Linked DNA regions of Gossypium hirsutum: region 2 is linked to region 1. Evidence: chromatin contacts called from public Hi-C data. All regions are on one chromosome and are shown on one strand. Each heading gives the region's core, a stretch centred on a gene start, on an enhancer-like site or on the middle of the called end of the contact. The rest is flanking DNA. Distances are from core to core; before and after follow the strand shown.

The links. A called contact is a pair of places that touch in the nucleus more often than the background predicts.
Region 2: a contact with region 1 is called in a Hi-C map of leaf, with 2.7 times the contacts expected there. The contact joins the promoter of LOC107956486 here to the promoter of LOC107953004 in region 1. A contact is called at or near these places in 3 of 34 Hi-C or Micro-C datasets (callus and leaf).

What each region holds. Positions count from the first base shown.
Region 1 is chrA07:29,136,642-29,141,855 of Gossypium_hirsutum_v2.1, forward strand. LOC107953004 (RNA-binding protein 24-B) reads left to right here and starts at 1,812. Exons shown (of 6, transcript XM_016888229.2): 1 at 1,812-2,412; 2 at 2,509-2,638; 3 at 2,969-3,086; 4 at 3,250-3,286; 5 at 3,383-3,614; 6 at 3,741-4,625. The coding sequence starts at 2,197. The coding sequence ends at 3,958. It overlaps LOC107953005 (60S acidic ribosomal protein P1), which reads right to left and starts at 1,747. Exons shown (of 4, transcript XM_016888231.2): 1 at 1,606-1,747; 2 at 1,372-1,451; 3 at 977-1,195; 4 at 648-874. The coding sequence starts at 1,443. The coding sequence ends at 821.
Region 2 is chrA07:29,551,196-29,556,147 of Gossypium_hirsutum_v2.1, forward strand. LOC107956486 (transcription factor MYC2) reads right to left here and starts at 2,215. Exons shown (of 1, transcript XM_016892137.2): 1 at 302-2,215. The coding sequence starts at 2,057. The coding sequence ends at 549.

The DNA of each region.
Region 1 (5,214 bases), core at 562-3,061:
CCTATCAATCTAGTACTAAATCAATGGTGTGATTGGCAATTAAAAGTCACTTTTATACTATAAACGAGTTTCGGGTATAGGGTAAAGCTGGATCCAAAATGATTTTGATCCAACTGCTGGAGAGGTTCCATGATCTGCATAACTAATCATTCTGATTAGCACTTAAAATCAAAAGATTTTGCGTGTAATATCCAGCAAATTTATGTATTTTTTAAAGGAATATCCAGAAAGAATCAGAATGAAATATTGGTGAAGAAAATCGTAAAGATGGAAAGTTGAAAAAGTAGAAAAATACAAAATGAACATATGATTAAAAGAAAACAAAATTTGAAAAATATTGTCTTTCAGCTTTTCGGTTCTTTCTTTCTGCCCTTCCATTTTACTACTCTTTTTCTTCTCGTCCTACTTTTCCACTCTACAATAGATAATATAGAAATTCACTACAGTTTATTTCTTCGTATCAAATAGCTATTCCCAACAACTGATAATTTCAGTTGGATCAAATCAAGAGATGTCATCTATAAGCATAATGAACCAACAATCAAAACCAACACAAAAACATGCATTGCAAAAGAATAAAGCAAATACCATTCAACACTCAATGAAGAATGAAACAAAAAAAAAAAGGTCAAATATACTTGTATAAATAAGAAAATTCAAACTTATAATTCAAAAAGGAAGCATTCATCAGTGTCACTTCATTTAAATTAACACTTCTAATTAAGAGAAAAATACCAAAATCAATAAAACTCAAAAGAGTTAGTGTCATACTTAATACGCTAAACCCGTAGTCGGCTGAATCACACACTAAAAGGAGTTCCTAATCAAACAAACTGAATCCCATATCATCATCACTCTCTTCCTCTGGTTCCTCCTGCAAATAGCCAAAGAATCACATATCAGTATAAATGGTGCAAGGAAATAATAGAGACAAGGATATCACATCCACTTATTTATTCGTAATTTTTAATTCCACCTTCTTCTTTTCCTCTGCAGGAGCAGGAGCAGCAGCACCGCCTCCACCAGCAGCTGCAACAGGTGCAGCTGCAGCGACCGGAGCACCACCAGCAGCAGCACCAACATTGGTTATGAGATTCTCAATGTCGCACTTCTCAAAAAGCTTAGCAAACAAGCTTGGCCAATAAGACTCAACAGAGACATTGGCAGCTTTAACTAGCGCGGCAATCTTCTCAGCCTATTAATGACAGTTAAAGAACCCCCCCCCAAAAAAAAAAAATACCTATGTTCCCATACAAATTGGGAATCTCTCAACAACAATAATCAAATTCCTATTTTCCAATAATCCTATCAAAGAATTAAAAAAATTAAATAATAAATCATACAACCCTAAATTATTTGCATAAAGGATACGGTGATGGGGATGCCATCATCATAGAGAATCAAAGCAGCATAAGAGCAAGCAGCTTCGCCAACCGAAGACATCGTTTATGCTATTAGAATTAAACCAAATAAATAAATAAATAAAGCAATTAAAACACAATCAACGTAAAGATTTACATCAATACCGAAAAAAGAACAGAAAGGAAATTCAAATTTCCCAAGAAACAAACAAGAAAAGAAATGGAAAAAAATCAACGAATTTACCTGAAAGATGAATATAGGAGTGATGGGTTATCGGCAAGCTGTGCAGCGCCGCTCTGAGATCAATATGTTGTTAGGGTTTTCTCTATGACTTTGAGGAAAAGGGTTTTAAAGGGAAAAAAAGAAACTGTAAATTGGGCTCCTATGTTTTCGGAGGCCCATTTAACCAAACAATAAAATAAAATTATCGTGGCTGTAAAAAAAGTGGCAGTTATATAACATTAGGAAAAAAAACAACAGCTAAAACAACGAACAACAACAACAAAAAAGAAAGAAAAAACAACACCGAGAAAACAAAAAAACATGATACACGATTGCACGAGTGCTTGAAGAAGGCCAAAGGGATTTTTTTTTTTTAAAAAAAGGCTTTTGGGTTTGATTAATCACTGATGTGATCTTCCATAGAAACGACTCTCCAATATCAAAGTTCACTTTTTTTTTTTGAAAAAAAGAATTCTCCATTTTTTAACCACTCTATATTTGGCTTCTGGGGTAGTTGTTTGTTTTGTTTTTTTTTTTTTGTGGGATTCTTAGCCATTTTCTTTCATCTCTGTTTCTCTTTTTTATTTGGGAGATTATTCTGTGTTTTTTTACATGTCTCAACAAAGGCAATTTCAGATGGTGGGTGGTAGCAACAATCCAGGAGCAGGGCAGTACAATGACACAACTTTTACGAAAATCTTTGTTGGTGGATTGGCTTGGGAAACTCAAAGAGATACCATGAAGCGTTATTTTGAGCAATTTGGAGAGATTATTGAAGCTGTTGTTATTACAGATAAAAATACTGGGAGATCCAAGGGCTATGGCTTTGTAAGCTTATTCATCCCTTTCCTTAATATGTATATATACATATCATTCATTCCATATGACAATTAGAAGGTGATTATCCTTATTTTCCATTTCCAGGTTTCATTTAAGGATCCAGATGCAGCCATGAGAGCATGTCAAAACCCGTCTCCTACCATTGATGGAAGGAGGGCGAACTGCAATCTTGCTTCATTGGGTGCACAGAAGACTCGTCCACCACCACAACATGGTTTTCTTTCTCTCTTTTTCTTTTTAATTGTATTGGTTCTTGTTGAAATGTCATTTCCTTATCTCAATACCAACTCTTTATGCATATGTTAAATGGTCCTGGCGAATATTCACTTCAATATTTGGGGTGAGGAAAGTTATTGTTTGATAATGATATTTCAAAGGATCAAAAAATCCTCCTTTTTTTTTCCTTTGTTCATTCTGAAGATGTGTTTTTTACCATATTGGGAAAACATTTCATATTGGTCAATGCGATCTGGTAAACTGAAAAGTGGATCTAAAAACTAGAGTTATGAAACAATTTAATTTAAGATGAAGTCAATAAATGCAGGAGCTGGACGGTTTAGACCAGCACCTGGGTTGATGGCATCGCCTGTTTATCATGGTTCCTCATCAACATTCATCCAACAACCTAATAGTCAATATTCCATTCCATACTCTGCTTATGGGTGAGTTCAATTATTTTAGAAATGAAATTCAATGGCATTGCCTGCATGAATCCCAACTGGTTAAGCCTCAATGGCATTTCTTATTTTAACATGCATTTTAGTACTCTTTATTGCTTCATTTATCTCCTTTCATCATCCTCATTCCCTGCTTGGTTACTTTCAGGTATACGGGATACTCCCAAGACAGTAATTATCCTTTGGTTAGTGTTTATAAACAGAGCTTGAAAATTAGAAATAAAATAACAACAATTTCTTTGACATTGCTTTGATTAGCTAAATTTGATGGTGTTTTGCAGAACTATTATAGTTTGTATGGAGGTCAACAGTTCTCACCTTACTACACTGCCGGAGCATCAATGACACCCGGAATGTTTCATAATTTTTATCCATTTTATGCTCAATATGCACAAAATAGCCAAGCTCATGGTTTTGGTGTCCAATATCCCCAAATGCTACAGTATCCTTATTTGCCTCAGCAGGGGATCCTATCACTTCCGTCTTCAATGCCTTCGGCAATAACTCCCACAGGTGAGGATTTTACATATCCGGAGAATGTTTACATAGTCCAGTCACTTTCTCTCTTGGTTTATAATATCTATGGCAAGACAACTTTAATGCAACATTCAACAGTAAGTCTGCCGACAAATTTTGCAGCAACTACAACTACAGCAACTGTGACAACAGCAACAACGACTACAGCAACTACGACAGCAGCAAGAACAACTGTGTCGTCATCGGAGACGGCAAAAACAACATCACCGACTACAGAATCACTACCCCCTGCAACTATAGCAACAACTGGGGTGGTGGGATCGGAGTCAGGTCCTTCACAAATTTCTGGGACACCTACTGAAAAGAAAACATCAAGTTAATTTCTGTTGAGGGATGCAGCGTCTTTCACAATACAATCAATGATGTTTTGAAAGGGAAGCAAAGGTAGAGAGTAAACGGAAACAATTGAATAACAACGAATACAACAAAGTTTATTTGAGTCAAAAGAAGGATGCTTCATGCCCGACCACCTAGCATAACAAGACATGGAACTGAAAGAATTTTAGTAGGGGATTGTTGTTCATTCATGGAACGGGCATTTTAGATGTAAAGCTCGCTCCACTAACTGTTTACAGTTCATTATCTATTCGAGTCACCGATTCATCATACATGTTTGGTATAGGACAGTAGGGAGAGTCTGAATTAGTTGTTAGCATTAGGAGAAGAAAATCATATTCGTTCGTGTATGCATGTGCATGAGGTGGAACCTAAATATTGGCTTTGGATTCTACCTTACAAATGATTTTGTCTCGGCTGCAAAAAGCATCCGATGATAATCTTGTTCATATTTGTAGCAAAGTGGTTCAAAAGATTGATTTTGTATCTTTGAACTCAAATTTGATTTTATTGGTCAAGTAAAACGGCGAGCTCGGATAGCTCACCCATTAACTTATATAATTTTTTTCTCTTTTCTGTTGTGTTTCATCATTCATGATTGATACTTTTCAAAGATAGGATTACTTGGAATAATAAGATGGTATTATCTCATTTGTCTTTTATTTCTGGCTTTCAGTGGGTAATTTTTTTTTTTAATTCAATCCATCAAATCCTTCTCTTTTCCTCGAGTTCAATGCATGTGTTTAGACAATGGAATCCAATGGGGTTTTCCCTTTACTTGTTTCAGAGTCAAGCATGCCGTTGAATCATATCATTCTTCTGAATACTGACATTTGATCCTTCCAATTCATTAAAAGCCTGGGAAAAAGTTTGTTCTATGGAAATGATGGCAAATTGTCTCAATACAAAAACTAGGAGATATATACTGCCATAGTTTTTTTCAATCACCAATTTAATAAACTAACTGTTGTAAAGAGATGAAATTCACTTGTAAGGGCAGATTCAAGGTTAAATATAAACAAAAATTTAGTAATAAATAAAGCCGCTGGTGGGGACCAGTAGTAGGCAAAGGCTGTCCAATGAAAAATGAAAGAAGCAACCTTTTCGTGCTGTATGTATGACCACTTTTCTCCCTCTTTGTATTACGACAATGAAAACATAAAGAATAACAATCAATAATAATATGAATGAGCTTGCATTGCTTGACAACCTTAGCAATCTGCTGCTTCGCTGTATTCAA
Region 2 (4,952 bases), core at 965-3,464, 410 kb after region 1:
AAACATTCCTATCAAACATTTACGTCGTAATCTATACATATATTTATACAGTAACAGTTCATAAATGTGGTGTGGTTTATAATTAATTGTTATTTTGAAGTTGCTTGGAATGATTTCATTTACCTGATTTGGAGTGAAATAGAGGCATTTTATAGGTTTACAAGCACACAAAGCTGATATTTTGGTGAAAATTCAAGAGTGTGAACAATTTAGACCTGGGGAACAGCAAGAAGAAAAATACGTAGAAGGAATTGGTGAAAAGGAGGCAGCAAGAAACGGATGAAATAAAGCAGGCAAAGAACAAAAAAAAAAAAAAGAAAAAAAAAGGGCAAATTACAAATTGTTGGAAACATATTTGCTCATTTTATCTCTTAATTATACAAGACAAAGCAGAAAACAAACCCAAAAAGGGAAACCACAGGACACAAAATACAAAACCAAACCACAAATAAATAAAGAGAGTGAGATTTGGCAAACCAACAAAGCGACAGTAGGAAGAAACTAAAGCATTGAAAAAGATGTTCACGTCACACACTTACTAGATAAACTTAGTGGTCTAGCCTCCTGAGAAGAGTAGATTTGAGGCCTTGTTCATTTCTGAGTTCAAGATCAGGGACGTTGACTACGATATCCTGGAGCATGGTCTCGTTAACACACGACATGCTTGCATGATGGATCGGAAACTCCAGATCACGAAGGGCAACCATTAACCTAGTAACTGGATAGTTCATATTCTCTGATTGAACCCTAATCATTGCATCATTCCCCATGATCTTGATATCAAATTCAAGGCCCACGCACCCTGCTGTTGCAGGGGATGGTGAATTATCAGGCTTTGCTGCTTCCTGTTCCACGGAAGTGGTTGTGCTTTGGTTATCCGTAACATCAACCATTTCTACCTTAGGTTTCTTACACTCCCTCTGAAGCTGCGATTCCAGTTCTTCGACTTTCGCTTTTAGCTCACTGATGTATGAGACAGCGTCAGATAAGAGCGATGCTTTGTCCATGCGCGACACGTTCGGGACTACGGCTCGGAGGGCGTAGAACCTGTGGTTCAGCTTCTCACGGCGTTGCCTCTCAGCTTCCACGTGGTTCAACGGTGTCTCTCGTCCAAGTCCGGGTTTCCTTCCACGTTTCTGTGGGGTTCTCTGCTCTAAATGACTCATGGCAAGTGATGGGCGATCCGTGTCAGAATGCTCCGAGTCCACAGAAGAAGATTGCCCAAGTTTTGTGGAATATTTCTTGGTTGGGTGGTTGTGGTGTTCTTGCTTGGTTTCATTAACAGGACCTACATTTTCTTCTTCTTCTTCAACACCGGAAACTATACCCATGTCTGCAAAAGAGATGTTTCTGTCGAGGAAGGGGATTGAAGGTCGGGTTAGAGTTGGATCTGTACTTGATTGCTTTTGTAACAAGTCAATGGGATCAGCTCCGAAAATGGATTTCACTTGTTGGACTAAACCCCAATTTTCACTGATCATTTCTACGGATCCTAATTCAAGAACCCCGCAAGAAGTTGGTATACAGACCATCGTCTCAATGCCATGCATTTGTGCTTCTATAGCTCTTTCACAGTTGTAAAACTGCAAAGCATGAGCACCGGTTAACCAAACCAGAGAGCCAGTACTTAGAGCCATGCCTGGAATCCCTTCTCCAGCAGGGAAAGATCGAGACAATGACATCACGTAGAACCATTCAGCATCACTGACCCCGGTGGTGCCGTCCATCATCGACACATCTACCTCATGGTTATCTCCGATGAGAGTTTGGGCTCCTTTCATCTCCTTTCTTCTTTCATTTTCTAGGCACGAAATGTTGGCGCTTAATAATTTTGGAGGCGTACCTTTGGTGGTGCCTTGAAAATAACCATCTCCCCAGCACAAAAACAAACGACCATGTTCATCGTTTGATGTCTGCCAAAATATAGCATATGTCCACCAAATTTGCTGGCTTTGTACCACAAATTGGAGCCTCTGCTGGAGAGTTGAAGGTGAAGTTTCCTGGGTCATATAGACCAGTGAAGAAGATGAAGATGGAGAGATTATAAGTTCTTCCATGGCTGACCGATACAAAAAGAAGGAAAACAATACACGAGGGAATCTGAAAGGCAGAGATTTTGGAAGTTCTTTACAACAAATAAGCCATTAAATCATCTTAAATTTTACAAGGAAAAGAAAAACCAAAAGAGAATACGGGGTGCATTGGACAAAAAAGGGGGATGGAGGAGGAGTTTATAAGCTTTGTAACTTATAAGGTGGGGGCCACAAGATCCTAAAATCCTCTGCATGCTCACCTATAAGCTTTGTCCACTTTTCTTTGTTCATTTTAACAGTAAGACTGTGACGTTAACTCGTTAAGTTTTTTCGTGTTTATTTTGGCTGTGTGAAATGATTTTAGGTTATCAAGTTGGAATTATTAACCTGGAATTTTCGATAACAGAAACTAGCATATTAATCTCAATCATCCTAGCAGCATAAAGGAAAGAGGGATTTGTTTCTAACTTGGTGTTCAAATTTTGATTAAAATTAAATTAATTGATTGAATCGATCTAATTTGATTAATCGATCTAATCAATCGGAGGTCAGTTAAAATTTTTTTAGAATTTCGGTCAACGGTTAATTTAATTCGAAATTGAATAATTAATCGCATTAATTGAACTTAATAACTAATATTATATATTATATGTATTAGATTATTATTAATTCGGTTAATTCGGTTAATCTGATTAAATAAACCTTAAAATTTTTTTTATATGTTTCATATTTATTTTAACAATAAAATAAAATGTATAAGTTTTAATTAATTCCGTTAATCTAAAGAATTAATTTAAAAAATAATTAAAAAATATTTTAATTTTATTAACAGTTAAATAATTAAAAAATTCAACTAATTTAATTAATAGTAATTTGATTTGAATATTGTGAGTAAAGTTAAAGGAAGAGATAGAGTAAAGATTTTAGTGAAAAGATTAAAAAAGCACATGTTTAAATATCGTAAACGTCACATGTGAAGAGATAGAATAAAGGGCAGACATTTGGCACCACTTGCACGTGTATTGATAGCGACAGGTCTAGTGACTACGATGCGTATGGGCTCCTCGTTATTTGGCATCACACACAATTTATACATCTTTTAACCCAATCATTGAAAACTGAAAAAACTCATTAATGTATTATTATATACCAACAACCAACCATACTTAAAGAAATATCATACCGTACCATATTATACTTTTTTTCTATTACGTTCTTTATATTACACTATACAATAGGAGTTATTAAAATAGCTATATATAATAGACTGACACATATTTCGTAAAATTAACATAGTTTTCATATCATTTTCAAAAAAAAAAAAGAAATCTTATTTAATAAAAATTAATTTTCTGACCTTTATAATTAACCCTTTTAATATATTATTTTTAAAATTCAAATTTAAAATATTATTTGTGTAATTATCATCAAACCGTGTTATATTTATATTAGCTCAAGGCTTTACATTTGTGGATTGAGCGCTCCTATATCAGTGTCTTTTTATATTTCAGGTTTTTTTTTTATCGTTTATAATATTAAAAAGTAAAAATATTTCTCAAGGAAAAAGAGAATAATTAGTTACTTATATTATTATATCTATATAACTATATATAAAAGAAAGGTTTTGGACTAGAGGATAGGTTGAACTTAATACGGATGGAGCTGTATCGAGAAATAGCTCATTTATAGGCATCAGGGGAGTGTTTAGAAGTGCTGACGGTAAGTGGTTAGGTGGCTTTTCGATGAAGTTAAGAAATTATTCAATTTTCAAGATTGAGGTAAGAGCCTTACTTGAAGGCCTCCTTATATCATGAAGGAAAGGTTATCGACTGTTGGAAGTGGAATGTGATAATGCTCTCTTAGTTGAAGTGATTTTAGCTGGCAGAGCTGTAGATTATCATTTCACTGAAATGCGTCTTATCCATCATTTATTGAGTTGGAATTGGAAGGTCATTGTTTGTCATATTTCGAGGTCGCAAAATACAATAGTTGATCATATAACCAAGTGTATGGCGACTAATTCTAAAAAAATTTATTGGTTTGAAGAATCACCGCAATCAACTAAAAGTTTAATTGAGGCGGATTATGTTATTACTTTGAGTCACTAATGTAATTTTTTAAGTTTTTCACTTTAGACTGTCTTTTTTTCCACAAAAAAAAGGAAAAAAAGAAAGGTTTTGGATACTTACCCATGCTCTTTCTTCGTAATATCCAAATAGTTAATATAATTAAATTTTCTATTAAAATATTACATGATTATATATAATTTAAATATTTTAAAAACAAACACATCTTTTTTTTTTGAGAAATATTGGGCTGTGATTTTATTAAAAAGTAGTCAAAGAAACAACTAGAGGTGTTCATGGGCTGGGTCGAGCCGGGCTCAACTAAAAAATCATGCCCATTTATTGGGCCTGGCCCGGCTCGCCCGTATTAATTTTTTACATTATTTTTATATTATTTTTAAATATATATAATACATCAAAAATACTAAAAACATCAAAATAAATATTTCCCAACAAATTGAAAATAAATTTTAAAAAATATGTAGACTTAAATAACATAAAGATAGATGCAACTTAACAAGTAAATGCCTCTAAGATAATAAACAAATTAACAAATGCCTTTAAAATAATAATAAAATTAACAAGAAAATAAGTTTTATAAAATATCCAAAAAATAACAATAAAATAGTAACAATATAATAGTAAAATGGTAGCAAAATAGGGAGAAAACAACAAAAAAATAACATTCAAAAATAAAAAAATATAGATTTTTTTGTCCTTTAGTGAATTCGGGCCGGGCTGGACTTGCCGGGCCCGGGCTAAAAATACCTTACCCGAGGCCCGGCTTATTTTTTAAACCGGCCTTATTTTTTTGTCCAAGCTCTTTTTTGGGCCTATATTTTTGCCTAAACCC